2 separate regions of the Mus musculus genome follow, and region 2 is linked to region 1. A link is a contact called in public Hi-C data. All regions are on one chromosome and are shown on one strand. The core of a region is the stretch at or near the end of the contact, and the rest is flanking DNA. Distances in the headings are between cores, read along the strand shown.

Evidence for each region. Hi-C and Micro-C count contacts between places; a contact is called where the count stands out from the background.
Region 2: a contact with region 1 is called in a Hi-C map of epidermal suprabasal cells, with 4 times the contacts expected there. The contact joins two enhancer-like sites. A contact is called at or near these places in 1 of 15 datasets of contacts at CTCF or cohesin (large pre-B cells), 1 of 484 Hi-C or Micro-C datasets (epidermal suprabasal cells), 1 of 115 datasets of contacts at active chromatin or transcription factors (embryonic basal ganglia) and 1 of 9 other capture datasets (embryonic stem cells).

The regions. Positions count from the first base shown.
Region 1 is chr14:25,023,441-25,031,104 of GRCm38.p6, forward strand. No RefSeq gene overlaps it. Among named protein-coding and RNA genes, the nearest start is that of Gm41112, 23 kb to the right of the region's middle. Within about 2 kb of position 4,266, at least 7 of the 459 cell types and tissues checked have an H3K27ac peak or open chromatin away from gene starts, as enhancers often do. A contact at or near this core is called in epidermal suprabasal cells, where this site is marked.
Region 2 is chr14:25,631,192-25,638,855 of GRCm38.p6, forward strand. It overlaps Zmiz1 (zinc finger, MIZ-type containing 1), which reads left to right. Exons shown (of 24, transcript NM_001310666.1): 7 at 4,682-4,826. Among named protein-coding and RNA genes, the nearest start is that of Gm52102, 26 kb to the right of the region's middle. Within about 2 kb of position 3,425, at least 79 of the 459 cell types and tissues checked have an H3K27ac peak or open chromatin away from gene starts, as enhancers often do. A contact at or near this core is called in epidermal suprabasal cells, where this site is marked.

The sequences.
Region 1 (7,664 bases), core at 3,016-5,515:
ACTGAGGTATCCCGTTCCTGCCAAAGAGGAGCTATCCTTTCCTCATCATTGAGTAGGAAGAGGAGGAGGTGGGGTACCTTCGGGCCTCTCCTCGTCCATGTACCCATTCTAAATCTCTTTTATTGTCTTCAAGCTCTTAGAGGCTTGGAGGAGGGAGGCTGTGAGACGGAGCTAAGGAAATTGGAAGTTGAGTGCTGTGCTCTCTCCGGGGTCAAGGTTTCTGAAGGGATCCTAATTAAAGCCAAGTGAGTACAGGTCTCAGCGCAGCCTGTTGGCCTTGGGAAGCAGGAATTGCTGGAAGAGAAAGAAAAAGGAGACTAGAGAGGTCAGGAAGAAGAGAAAAGGGAAAAGCAGCAGTCACGGAGAAAAGAAAGGAGAGGAAGGAAGGTACCAACCAGAGGGGGCTGCGGGGAGGGCAACCGGGAGACTGCAGGAGGAGAGAAACAAGACAAGAGTCCGGGGAAGCGGGAAGAATGTGAAGCAGAGAGACGAGTTGGGGAAAAGGAAGTGAGACAAGCAAACTCTGCCTCTGTCAGTTAATCTCTAGAACATACAGAGTAAAAATGGCCATCCCTCACGCCATGGCATCAGAGAAGGTGTGATATGAAATGCAAGCACAGAACATAATTTCTTTGACCCAGTCACCCCCGACTCGGTTTTGGTATCAGATGACTGTGTATGCGTGTGTACCTGGACGTATACATGTGCTTGAAAGAGGGAATCTTTGCCAGGCATTATGAAACATGTTACAGAGCTTACTGGCTACGGTCAACAGCACTCAAATCTGTGACCATTTGAACTCTAGGCTTTTCCTACTCTGGCTATCAACAACTTCAAAATTATTCTTCTTCTTCCTCCTCCTCCTCTTCCTCACCTTCTTCTCCTTCCCCTCCTCCTCCTCTTCCTCACCTTCTTCTCCTTCCCCTCCTCCTCCTCTTCCTCACCTTCTTCTCCTTCCCCTCCTCCTCCTCCTCCTTCTTCTTGTCACACTGGAGAGATAGAGTTGTGTGTTTTCCTAGAAATAAAGCCATGGGCCTTAGGCCTCCAGGAGAGTCAGGTGAGAAGCCAGGAGCTAGACTCTAATTAAGTTCATTTTCCAGATGAAGGTTTGTGATCCCCTCCCTCTGGTCGGTGAGGACAGGGAGACTCCTCTTCCTAGCTCTGTCTCTTTCTGCTTGCTAGACTCTCTTCAGGTAATTTGGCCCCCAAAACCATCCAAAGAGGAAACACGGAGATCCCACCAGGCTCCACATTTCTTTCTGGATCCCAGGGATCTAGAACAAAACAAAGTAAAGCCGAGCCCGTTTTAGGTCACAGAGGCCCCTTTGCTCTCTTAACCTGTTCTCATTGTATTAGTTCTACTAAGCAAAACAGACCAAATGCTTAGGCCCAAAGTAGAGCTGGACAGTGGTGGCGCACGCCTTTAATCCCAGCACTCGGGAGGCAGAGGCAGGCAGATTTCTGAATTCGAAGCCAGCCTGGTCTACAGAGTGAGTTCCAGGACGGCCAGGGCTACACAGAGAAACCCTGTCTCGAAAAAACAAAACAAACAAACAAAAAATAAAGTAGAAAGAGAACATTCTAATCTGTTCTAAGGAAAAGTGTAAAGGGCTGAAGAAGAGGTAAACATCTTTGTTGCTCAAGTCCCCCAGGAGTTGGGGGGGTGGGGGTGGCGTTTGCAGGAGCTGCTTTGTAGATTGCCCTGCCGTCTTAATACTGTGTTCATTCTTAACTCCTGAACCTTCCTGAACGTCGACTTGTAGCATTGGCTGATATCTGCAGCCATATGGTCAACCAGACTGCCTGTGGTGGTGTCAGCAATGGACCTGAAGGAAGGGGTAGAAGAGATTTGAAACTCAGACTCCAGCAGCAATCCCTTGATTGGCCCCAAGTCCTTCAGCCCCTGTCTTCTTCATAGTCATCTTCCAATCCCGGTCTCTTTCTGCTGCTAGGAAGCTCCCCTCTAACCTGAAGACAACTGATACATCCCGTGGTGTGTACTGGGCAGGATTTGTCTACTTGACACAAACTAGAGTCACCCTCAATTGAGGAACTGTCTCCATCAGACTGGCTTGTAGACATATCTGTGAGGTATGTTCCTGATTAATAATTGATATAGGGGGATCCAGCCCAAAGTGGGGGTTGAATAAGAGAGCAAAGTGAGCAAGCCATAGAGAGCAAACCAGTACAGGGTGTCCTTCCATGGCCTCTGCTTCAGGTCTTGCCTTCCCATTCCTATCTGAGCTCTTCTTGCCCTGGCTTCCTTTGATGGTAGACTGTAACCTATAAGACAAAATGAATGCTTTCCCCTTCGAGTTGATTTAATTGTGTCTAATCACATCAACAGAAACCAAAGGACGTGTGGTAAGTAACCATCAGTGGTCTCCAGAGCCTAAGGTCAAATTCAGTTCTAACGTGTGCCAACCCTGGTTTCATGTGCTGACTCTCAAGCTTGAATAAGTCAGGCCACCCTGGAATTGTTGTGCTAGGGAAATCAATGATCAGATGAGCATTTGTGGAATGCTAAAGACTGAGAAAGGTAATAGGGAGAAGCCAGATGTAGGGAGGGAAACCCCGGTTTCGGGCTGAATCACAACCCCTAGGCAAGCATCTCTGAAGACGAGGGAGGGAGAGGTCCTATGTTCACTGCATCCACTGAGTAAGCCTTCATGGGCTTCAGGCCACGTCTTGCTGAGGACTGAACAAGCCAAGCATCTTTATGCAAGCTTCCTCCATGAAACTAGAGATGAATGACATTAAAAGAAAGGGACTTCCCTGCATGTGGCTCCATGAGCTGTGCCTCTCCTCTCTCCTTCAACCCTGGGAAAGAGCTTACACTAAGGGGTTCCACATCCACTTCCTAGCTGCTCTGTCCTTCCTTTGGCATCCACTTCCACCCATGTTCGTATCTGACCTCGACAATTGCAGACTGGCCCTTGAAGGGTGGAGTCCAGTGATATGTGCCTTACTTCACAGGGTCTTTGTGACACTGGACCTAACGTCATTGGCTGCTCTTGAAATCTTTCTAGTCGCTCACCTTTATTGACCCTTACTGGGTTCCCCACCGTGGTCTTCCTTCTAGAATCTTCACTTATTTTTTTAACTTTAATTTTTTTAAGATTTATTAATTTACTTTATATATATATGAATGTTTTTACAGCATGCATGTGTAGCAAGGGTGCACTATGTGCATGCCTGTTGGATACCCAGCAACTAGGGTTATGAATGTGTGAGCCATGTGGATACTGGCAATAGAACCCAGGTCCTCTGCAAGAGCACCGAGTGATCTTAACCTCCGAGCCATCTCTCTAGCTCCTTGGCACCTTTATTAGCTAGGTCCTCCCCTTGCTTGTTATGTGAGCCTTCCAGTACATCACCTCAAGCTGGCGCTCCCACTTCTTTCCCTGAGTAAGAGAGCCAGGTCCCCACTGCACATCCCCACTGTGGGCAGCCCAGGCCTCCACATCAGCCGTGGGAAGCTGATTGCCTTGTGTTCAAGTCATCTCACTGTTGTGCCAGGATCAAGCAGGTGTCCTGGGAGCCATTATGTGCCCTCTGCTCTTGCATTCCCCTCCTGAATTTGAAAGTTCCTGCTGTTTTTATACCCCCGAATAGCTTCCAACTTTATTTCGGCATTTCTGCCAGTTTCTACATTTCCCAAGTCCTTACCACCTCTCACCTCCCAAAACCTGGCCCTGATCCACATAAAGCATCCAGAATAATCCTTTGAAAAAAATAAATGTGAACACGTTCCTCCTGCTTAAACCCGTTCTGTTCTCCCACCTGCCCATGCTCCAGACTCCCAGCTGTCCTGCAGCCTCCCGGGGCCTGGCACCTTCTCCTTCCACCTCACCATCTGCACCATGTGGTCCTCACCCTGCCTGATACTCAGGATTCCAGGCAAACCCACTCCTTGCCATTCCAGATACTTGGCAGTCTGGGTTACAGGCCAGCTCCTGAGCATATGCAGGCTCCTCTCCCTGCCACAGCTAGCTTTCTCTCTGGCCTATCTACTTGGCTCACCTGTCTTGAATCTGCCTCTTAAAGTCAGGTATTCCCACCCACAGATCACTCCAGCGAGATGGGGGTTCCTGTTCTGAGCACCCCATCACCACCTTAGTAGTAACTAGACACGTCCATTCCCAGGGGACCAGGAATATCCAGCAACTGTCCTGGTCGCTTTTTCCACAGGTAACCACACCCACAAGAAGAACTGCACGCAGCTAGCACAGTGGACGCCTCTGGCGTCTAGAAGGGAGTGGAAGGCACAACTGGCATTAAAGCACAAGAGCATCTTGACTCTTCCCCTTAAGAGTTGTGGACTCTTGGGTGGGTCCTTAATACTTTGAACCTCTGTTCCATCCCCTCTAAGGCAGCAGGAGCCCCTATCAGCTCACCAGAGGCTGCTAGAGGACAGTCTGAGGGGGCATCCTGTAGAGTGTTTTGCCCAGAGGCTTTTTTGGTCACAGAGGATGCTGACACTCCCAATGGAAGGGACACATACCATTCTGCTCCCTTCTCTTGGTGCTCCAAGAAGGTTGACGCTGTCATTCTGGTTTTTCCTGTTGAGGGACTGTTGCAAGATACTAAAGAGTATTTGCAGGAACATGCAGCCATCAGATAGAAGTCACCAGATCAGGACACCTCCCTAATGATGAGAACAAGGGGAACCCTCTTTGGAGCTTCAGGATAGAGGTTCCAGCAAGATCAAGAAACCTGTTGTGCAGAGGGCAGGCATGCTTTTATTGTCCTTTGGCTAACTTTCATAATGCCAACCAAGCAGAGAGTGTCTTGAACAATTCCAAGTCACAAGAAAGAAACCTGGAGAATGTAGATTTGGGAGATTCCTTCACACGCTGAGAGGAAAGTCCGAACTAACTGCCTAGTCAGAAACTTCCAAAACAAACTGCTCTTCCCAACAGAGGCTCCTCAGAGGGAAAGAACATGTCAGGGGTCTAGATATGACTAGTTGCCCTGTTTTATGCTCATTGTAATCTGTGTCTTTTGTATTCCTGAACCCCCACATGCCTCTCCTGTGAAATGTGGTAAGTATTTATACCTAGGGCTTACATGAAGGCATGACCAGCAAGCATGAATGTCCCTCTCCCTGGAATCTGAAGATAATGGGCAAAAAGCAAGTCCCTACTGGATCTTTCAAGGAACTATATCCACCTGGCACAATGGTGTCCCTCTAGCTGGTCAGTCTTGGCACAGCGGAGTCTTTAAAAACATGTTCCACAGAATCCCTAAGCATTTACCAAAATAGCAGTAACCAATTTCTATCACCACAATCTATTTCACAGCCTTAGGCCCACCTTGCTTTCCTCTTGGGCTGGTTTTTTGGTACAAAGAGAAAGAAACATCCAATGCATACACTGTCCTTTTGTTAGTTATGTTTGTCCATGAGCCATACAGTGACAAGTGCTGGGGCAGACAAGTCCTGTGCCAGCTCACCAGAGCTCAATGCTAGGGAGTCAGACCATGGCCTTCATGCTGAGAAAGAAACCAAGAGTGAGTGCCCTTCTGATGTGTGGTACAGAAGAGAGGCACGGTCCCCAGATGTATGCCTAGTACCATGAACGTCACCTTACTTGGTCGCATTTAGAGAGAGGATCTTTGTAGGTGCAGTTAACATGAGGATTATTTAGATAAAGTCATTCTGCAGTATCCAGTGATATATGTACTTATAAGAGATAGAGTAGGGGAAACAGAATCAGGGCGAAGACCGGCCCTAGGACATCAGAGGCTGGTGTAGGAATGCAGTGCCAGCAAGCTAGGAGGGAGATGGGTATGCAAACTATCTCATAGCCACCAGAGAGCCAAAATGCTCAATACCTTGGACTCACCCTTTGTGCCTCCTGGATGGTAGAAAGATAAATCTCTGTTATTTAACCTACATGGATTTGTGGCTCTCTGTTTCATTGACCTAAAGAAAGTAAAACAGGCGTCTGGCCCAACTTTCAAGAAAGTTGTCTTGAAGATGCAAAAGGAGGTGACTTAGGAAAGGAGCCTTGAGGTCAAGAGAGAGGCTGGGGGTAAGAAGGGAGAAAGGTAGAAGGCATTCAAGAGAAGTAAGCAACAGCTAGACTGAGAGGCTACCAACCAGGAGGAGGTAGAGAGCCACATGGGATCCAGCAGTCATTCAGGACTACTGACGGCTGACTCCACGATAGGTCTGCTCTTCAAAGACAACACTCTGCTTCCCCCCAGAAGTCTAAGTACTGTGGTCAAGGGTTTGTCTAAATAACCCAGCAGTGAGTAACCTGGCCAGCATGAGCTTGGAAAGTCTGCTCAGGAACCCATGGGCAAGAATGGATCAAGAACTAAACACAGGAGCTCAGAATGCCCGTGTGGCAGCAGTATCAGACTAGGATTGTAGGAGCTGGCCTGGACAAAGGCCACACTGGCATACAACTTAGGGGGTGTAAGGGGATGTTATCAACAGAGCTTCAGCTTCCTGTTGCATGAGCAAGAGACCCTAGGAGGCTGCCCAGGTAAGGGTATATAAGTGGTGGTACAGTTCTACTGGCTACATAATGGGGGGGGGGTCTTAAGTCTATAATGAGTTTGGTTTGGGGACACATCGCATCCTCATGGGACTGCTGAGAACTGACTAAAGCAAGTATGTGGCCTGCACAGGACCCAGCCAGAGGGTGCTCAGTATAGGCTGGACCCCAAACACCATCTGTCCGACCATATTATGCCACATTCTGCAGCAAGAAAATCATGCCCCAGCCCTCATCAGCATCCACGTAGTCCCAGGGAAATCAATCGGTCTGGCTCCAGCTGTCGAAACTAGAAGCAGAAAGGAACCTTGGACAAATAGTCCTCAGCTCAGCACATTTCTCCATCTGGGAAGAAAAGCAGGTGGATGGGGAGGGGAACCAGGCCATCAGAAGGTTATGAGGCCATAAATAAGAGATTTGTGGTAAATAAGCTGGTGAACACATCCGCTGGCTGCTCTTTTTATCACTCACCTAGAGAGCAGAATTCCCCCGCATCTTTTCTGCAGGCCAATAAATATCCTTCAAGGAGCCCCATATTTACATAGCAAGCAAGGAGGGAGGGAGGGCACTGCTGTTACCCAGGTTCCATGTCAAGAAGGAACAATATATGATCCTAAAGAGAATGGCTTTGCAGGGGATCAATGCAAATGCAGTTTCTTTTCCCAGGGTGATGCTCCTGGGCAGAGTTCAGCCCAAGTTCAAGGATTGCACTCAGGAGCACCGGATGCTGGATGCCATGCAGGTGAGTCTCTCCCCTAGGATGGGTTCCCAGCATGAGCTACTGGTTCTGACACTCTGCATGCTGGCCACTACCACCCAATACCACCCCTACACACACACACACACACACACACACTCATGCACACACACACACACACACACACACACACACTCACACAGACACACACACTCACACACATGCACATTGCACACACATGCACATATACACAGGCACACCCAAGCATGCACAGGCATACACACACACAGACATGTACAAACACAGGCACAGGCACATGCACACACACACACAAGCATGCATACATACACACACATACACATGCACACACACACACACACACACACACACACACACACACACACGACATAGAGGATACATAAGGGATCCCAAATTCAACCACCAGGTGTCATTGTACAAAA
Region 2 (7,664 bases), core at 2,175-4,674, 610 kb after region 1:
CCCCTAGGGGAGGCACACCTAGGGTCGGTCACGAGCTCGGTGCCTAGGGCTCTGCATTCCAGTCTTCGGGGCCTCTCCCGTTGTTCCCCTCCTTGCCCTAAAGGACATTGTGATAGTACCTGTTTGTGAGAGTAGTTGCTAGAAAGATCTTGAAGAGGTAGATGTGGGGAACCTGGCTCTTCTATATCCCCTCAGACCCACTTCCTGGGACCCAGTCAGTCACCAGTCCGTGTGTCTTTCCTGTATGCTTTAGTTTTCAGTAGTCATGGGCATGCCGTGCTTACTGCTCTCCCCAGTACCACTGGTACAGAGGATCCTAGCTATGTCCTCAGAGACACAGGAGAGCAAACTGTCTTTCTGGGGCAACCGCTGAAGAGGCACAGCTTCACCTGGATAGGAAATGGCCCTTCTCTTCCTGTCTCACAGTAGGACACTGGCTGTCCTTCCTCTGCCCCTTGGCAGCTCGGGCAAGAAGGGAGGGACAGGGCGGAATGCAGAGCCTGTACTGAGTGAGCAGGTGGCGTCATCATCTGCCCCGAGGCCTCCGTCTACCCACAGGTCTCCCATGTGTGTCTGGAGCCCATACCCACCCAGGACATTGGCTCTGCACTCTGCTCAGAGATCAGAAGTAGACAGACACAGCAAGGCCTCAGAGCCTTCCTTATTGTAGCTCTGTCAACTCTGGGGGCTGATGCTCATCATCTGATGAGCGTACCATGGGTCCGCAGTCTTCCTGTACTTCAGAGTGCTGACTCAGACCACCCTCACAGCTGCCCTGGGACCTTGTTTAGGTGTCACCTAGTGGTGGTCTAGTTTCTCAGGGTGTTGTCTCCCACTGCTCACATGGTGAGTGATAGGTTTCTGGGGCCACAATGCTACATAGACCCCTCTACCTACAAGCTACTGTTTTAAGCACCTTATATCCTGAAGAGCAGGCATCAGGGTCATACTCATCAACAGATAAAGGTTCAGAGAGAGCACGTGAGTGCTTAGCTAACAGTTGCGTGGAAGTCAGGTGGAACTGTTTGGATCTGTGATTGTCCCTTACCCTGAATACAGCTGACCCCTGAATACTGCCAGAGGAGTGTGCACAGTGCACAGAGTTGCCTCCTTGCTTGCTGGCTTATACAGGGCATCCTATCTAGTGCAGGAAGCTCTACACTCAGTAAGTGTTCAGCAGCTCTTTGTCAAATTAATATAGGTGGGCGATCAGACGCTTGGCACCTAAGGTGAGAATGAATAGGAAGGGAACCTAGTAACAAAATGCTAGTTCATTTTTGTGGAGAGCCACACACTTGATGGCATATGCCTTTAATCTCAACAATAAATAGAGGCAGGCAGAACTTGAAGTTCAAGGCCAGCATGATCTACATAACATAGTGAGTGCTGGGTCATCCAAGCTACACAGTGACACCTGTCCCCAGATGGTCAATGGATCTCCTTTTAAATTATTAACATCTATTTGTATATATATCCATGTGTGTGTGTGTGTGTGTGTGTGTGTGTGTGTGTGTGACATGAGGAGGACAATAGACAATACGAAGGAGTCTGTTCTCCTTCCAACATGTGGGTCTCAAGGGTGGAACTCAAGCCGTCAACCCTTGAGCCATCTTGCCAGCCCTCATTTGATGATCATTTTAGATGTATTGGGTTATGCATCTTTGTATACCATGTTGAGAAGTTTGGAAACAGTTTGAAATCTGGGTTGAGACTTGGAGTAGACAGTTGGGCTCCAATGTGGGTCCCACTGTTTCGTGGTGATATTAGCTGGGACACTTGGTGGAATGTTCTGATGAGCTAGTGAGGAAACTGGCTCCCTCCAGGCTGAGAGGCCAGACTCCCAGGGCTACCCGTTTCAGTGCTTGGACATGGGTGGTGTAAGGCCTGCTGCTCCAGGTGGGCGTAAGGAAGGGGCCTCTAAGGACTGTTCTCCAGGCACTGTAGACAAAAGACAGTTTGTGGCTTGATGTGTTCTGCTCTCGGGACAGTCGAACCCTGCCATGGGTCCATCGGGAGAAGAGGAAGCAGTGGGTGCCATTGTGGTCATGCCTCTGAGTGCCAGGTCTTAGATCACGGGCTTCTGTGGACACTGCTCCTGGCTGTAGTCAACTTGGGAGTGAGACTCTTAGGATAAGACGAGTGGCAACAGTGCTGGCTGTCTAGACAGTTGATAGAGCACTTCAGACCTATCTACCACAGAGAAGGGTGTAAATTAGGACCAGAACAGTCTCTGTTGCCCATCCTGGGGCAGCCTTACCTGCCACTGGTACACAGGACAAGCAGGCAAAACTGACCTTCAGGAAGCAGCTAGGCCTTCCCAGATCAAAGTGTGCTTGGTCCCACCAGGCTGGAGCACTGCAGCCCCATGGGCTCCTGCCTGGCCTGTCTGTAAACAGACCCATACTCCCTTTTTGGCTGCAAATTTCCATGTGGTGTTTGTCTCCACATAGCCCCTGTCCGTTCAAGCCTTCGTAGGCATGCACATTGCTCCTGCCCATTGTGAGGGGGCTGCTCTCAAGCTCTGTGCTCCCCAGGCTTTTAGCCAAGGTAGGGGGAGGAGGGTTCTCTGTGTCACCCCTCTTTCCCTCCTGGTCACTGGATTGTGGCCTTCCAGGCATGAGAAGACATAGTTAACAAACACCTCCTTCCCATTTCCATTGCCAGTCCTATGCCTTCATTATCTTTCCAGAAACCAGTCCACTTGGGATAGTGAACAACCTTGCCCTTTACCTGTAGGGCAGCCTCCGGTAACCAAGGAAAACCCTAAATCCCACAGCAGCCTGGCTGGTACCCAGAGGGCAGGGCTAAGATAGTGAGGCGTGTCACAAGCAGCCGGTCGGCATCCATCCTTTGTGCTGGCAGCAAGCCTCCTAGAGCTGCAACCCTGTGGGCCTCGTGCTTGGCGTGCAAATGAGCTTCTAGGTGCCTGCTCCTCTGTGCAAGAAGCCGAACCGAGGCCCAGAGAAAGAATGGAGCAATCTGAAAACATACCTGTTCCTGATCCAGCCTTTCTGGATAGGCGGCTTTCCCTCCTGGCACGCTTGAACACTGGGCACCCACTAGGAGCCTCACCGGCTTCCCAGCAGATGCGTGCCAGGGGCAGGGTCCTCCCTGTGTTGGTGACACTGAGAACACCCACAGAGAAGGACAAGCTGCATCAGCATATCCACCAGCCTCTAGGGGAGACACGGGTGCTCTCCTGAGGGCTACAGTCCCACTTCCATCCTTGGTCAGGAGCTTTTGGACACTGGCAAGATGAGCAAGCACCTGGTGGCACGGCCCCAGTGATAGCCGTCGGAGCTGTGGGCTGAGAGAGGACCCGTGCAGGGCCTGGCAGCTTGAAGCACCCAGCACTCCTGGTCAGATTGCATCGGGCATGTCCCCCAGTGTTAGCAGTGCTGACTTCAGCTTCCTTATTTAAGTGGGAGGAGTCAAGAGAGGAAGGTCAACTGCGGCTTATCTGCTGAAGGCAGATTTTCCAGAGCAGGGACGCTGACTCGACCTCTGGAAAGTCACTCTGGCTTTGAGCACTGAGTGACAAAAATCCATACCCCTCTTTTTTTTTCTCTCTTTCTTTCTTTTTTTTTTTTTTGGTGAAAAAAAATATTTTTTAATAGACATTTTCCTTATTTACATTGCAAGTTTTATCCCCTTTTCTCATTTCCCCTCTGAAAACCCCCCATCCCACCCCTCACCCCCACTCCTGCTTCCCTGTCCTGGCATTCCCCTACACTGGGGCATAGAGCCTTCACAGGACCTAGGGCCTCTCCTCTCATTGTCCTACAAGGCCATCATCTGCGGCTGGAGCCACACCCCGATTTATCTCCAAGTACTCTGAGACTTACAGGGGATGTGGTGACAAGCCCAGCCTTAACCTTGTCCCTTTCCTAAACTTGGCTGTATCCTGAAAGGACCTTAAGGAAACTTTTAGTCCCTAGTGGTGACACTGGGATGAAGAGAGGACAATTCTTTCCCCCTGCATTGGTCACTGTAGTCTTGGGCTGGTGGCAGAGACTCTTGCACATGCTGCCTTGGCTGTCTCTAGTGCAAACACACACACACTCACACCTCACACTCACACACTACCACCCTCTGCTATGGAAACCTTCAATCCTTCCAAGCATTTGAGTCCAATGAGAGTGAGTGCGTGCATGTCTGTCTGTCTGTCTGTCGGTCGGTCTGTCTAAGGTTGATGTGTACTCAACAGGAGAGTTCTGGCTGGGGGGTTTCAGAGTCTAGCGAATGCTTCTGGGTCTTCAGCAACTCCAAGAAAGCTCTAAGTTATGTCTACACTTTACAGTTTCTAACACACCCATGGGAGCACTAAATGTCCTGAGTATGTGGTAATGGGGTTCCCTAGAAGTGCCTGCTCATACCCTGATCCAAGGCCTCTGTTGGCCTTTTCCCCTCATCTCACCCTTGGCTCCGTCTTCTCTTCATTGTCGGGACTGTTCTTTGGGGCCTCTCAACCTGGTGGCCATTCCAGCTGGCCCTTGTAGTGGACTCGTGTCACAAATGATTCTGATTTTGCCTTTGGTCCATTTTATAGTTTAAAACACTGAGGCCTACCAGGAAGCCTTAGAAATTTCCCAGGAGCAAAACCGGCCTCATAAACGCCACGTCTGGGAAGGATGCAGAGGGGGCTCGAGTGTGTCCACTGACCATCTGTCTTTGCTTGCAGCCCTGCTGTCCTCCTGGTGTGAAGAACTTGGCCGCCTGCTGCTGCTGCGACATCAGAAGAGCCGCCAGAACGACCCCCCTGGGAAACTGCCCATGCAGCCCCCCCTCAGCTCCATGAGCTCCATGAAACCCACTCTGTCGCACAGGTGAGCATCCAGGTGCCTTCTGGCCTGGGGTCTGGGGGTGGGGACCTCCTGTGGTGTAATACCTAGGGCGGGGCCTCTGAGAAGCAGTTGGCCTTTAAATCCTCCTAAATGGCTTGCGTCTTCCCGTCAGTCAGGGATGAGAAGACGTTTTTCCCCACCTTGTCCTTCAGATGCCTCTATAGAACATTAAGAATCATGAGTTTGGAGCCTTCCCTCTAACCAAAGCAGGAATTTAAGCACTCTCAGGGAAACTGAAAGCCAGTTGGGTCTCAGGACACTCCAGGGCTATGGCCTCACCTCACTGTAGAGCAGAACCAGGCCACACCCATTATACTGGAACAAGTGAAACTGAGCTGGGTCTGCCAAAACCCTAGATCCTAGGCAGGAACAGGCTTGCAAGACTGGCAAGCACCTAGGAACTGGCCAGGCTCCCCTGCACCAGCCTCAGAAAAGCACGTGGTGAGACTGGCAATTCCCTGTTAATTATCTCGCAGGCGCCTTGCTGAGCTGATGCTCTGAGTATTCTGTGGGCTGACCCTGCAACAACAGGGCCCGTCATGCTGTCTGCACTCCCCTTGTGGGTCCTCGCTAATGACTGGGGCCTCTGCAGTCGGCTCAGCTCTCATTATTCTGCCTGGCCGAGAGACCTGAAGCCCAGAACATCCTGTAGTCAGTTCTGGACCGCCGGGCACTGCCAGAACTTGGTGTCAACCTTGTCCTCTAAATCGAAACCAGAGAGGACCTCAAGCACACATCAAAGCCAAGTGCTCTGCCTGGCCAGGGTGGCCCAACTACGTTTACCTGGCATGGTCAAAAGCATTTCAGAGCATAGCAAGGCCTTATACAGCACGCTGACACTGCCTCACTAGGCTCTGCTAACCCAGCCTCTATCTCCTGTGCCAGCGTTTCCTGAGGGGGTGGCACTTGACCTGGGTAGCTGAATGCAGTGAGCATCATGGGCCCTGCCTACCTTACCTTTCTGAAGACTGCCTCCCCACTCCCTAAGCACTGCAGCACATTTGGGAAAGTGGGGATGCCGCCTTACTTGAAAACCATTCATTGCTCTAGAGAGGTAAACCTGCTTCCTTCTGCCTTCTGTTCCTTATCCCTGGCCAAGCTGTCAGTGAATAGGACTTTGGCAATTGGTCTGATGGTGGTTGACCATTTCCTTGGTGTTTGGAGGCAGACCGAGTCTCTCTCAGTGGCACAGGCTGATCTCCAACTTCTGATCCTCCTGCCTCAGCCTTCTAGTGCTAGGATTACAGGTGTGTGAGTATGTGTGTACATGTGTGAGAGCATGTACTCATGTGTGCGCGTGTGTGCGTGCGAGCCTGCCATCATATTCCTGCCATCATTTTCAGCTGTGTCTTGCTAATTCTGCCCAGCCCCTCAGAGCTTCAGAACCATCAGGACGGACTCTCATCACCCCATTAACATTGCCCCTCCCAACTTTCTTGCCTGAGTCATTTCACTGTTGGTAATGGTGATAGACCAGAATAGTGTGACTTCCCACTAGAGACTTGTCTCAGACTTGCTCGGCTGTGGCTATTCTAGCCCTGGAGGCTGGCAGGTTTTGACCACAGCCAGTCCTTTGCTAGGTCTTCATCAAGTTGAGCTGATACGGATTATCTGTCATTGAACAAAGAAAAGCAGTCTCTTTACTTAGAAGCTGACTCTGCCAACAGAGGAGGAAGGCTCCTGGGGCAAAATGAGGAGCTGGTGGATAAAGGCAGGGTAAAGAGGGAAGCCCGGGTCCTGCGTCTAGGAGCAGACAGAGATGATTGTGGAGGGCTCTGAAAGTGTCTTGACCATGGAGGATCCAAGGCTGAAGAGAAGCCACCTGCATCCTATAACCTCAATCTAGTTTTGCTTCAAAATACTGTGTGTAAAAGCCATCCAAGGTCCTGCTACTTCTGCTACCATGGCAGGTTCAGGGCCTTGAAGATCCAGCAGGATAACAGACAATGCAGAGCAGGTGTTCAGCAAGCTTACAGACCTAGGGACCATGTCTTCTGTGGTCTCTGATGGCCTTTCCGAGACAGGCTGAGGAGCTGGGCACTCGCTGGGTATTGATTGGGGTTGAGGCTGATCAGTTGAATTGAGCAATGGTCCCTCTTGTGAGCATAGCGAGGTCACAGAACTTAAGAGGAAACTAACCTGGCCCAGAGTGGGACAGTAAGTTGTCCAAGAACACACAGCTTATAGGGTTGAAGTAGGACACAGAAGAGTGTGTGCAAGGGTTGTGAGGGTATAGCTGTTTGCTGATTGTGAGGGTTCTGAAACAGTCTATGCCCTGCTCTGATCCATGGCTTACCCTAGGTAATTATCATAATCCTGCCACATTATGATGGAGCAATTGTTGACCCTTCTCCAAACCCAGGATGGTGGAGAGGATACTCAGTAACCAGTGACCAGGAATTGACTTGATTGGCGGCTCCTTGTAACCTTCGTGCATGTCCCTGTGGGAGAAATCTCTCATTTCCAGGGGAACTCTGGAGGTCCCCAGCACCTGTTAAACCCCTAATGTAAATTCCTAAACATAGATAGTGGAAGCAAAAAGCAAGTATTTGTAACTGAGAAACTAACTCTGATATCTTCAAAAGGGGCTGTTGTCTTTTTACTAAGGATGGGGTGTATTCTGTACACTGGGAAGTCTGGAGTTTGGTCCCTAGAGGAGCCAGGCATTTAGAGACTCTGGGTCCTCAACTGGAGCTGGAAACCCTACCTGAACCCAGAGGTCTGAGGGCCCCTGGGGACCATGGTCTTTCTGTGGTTCAGAGCACTATCATACCCTCTGCAAGCCATGTAGATGTGGTGGTGCCACAGTTGGGTGAGGCC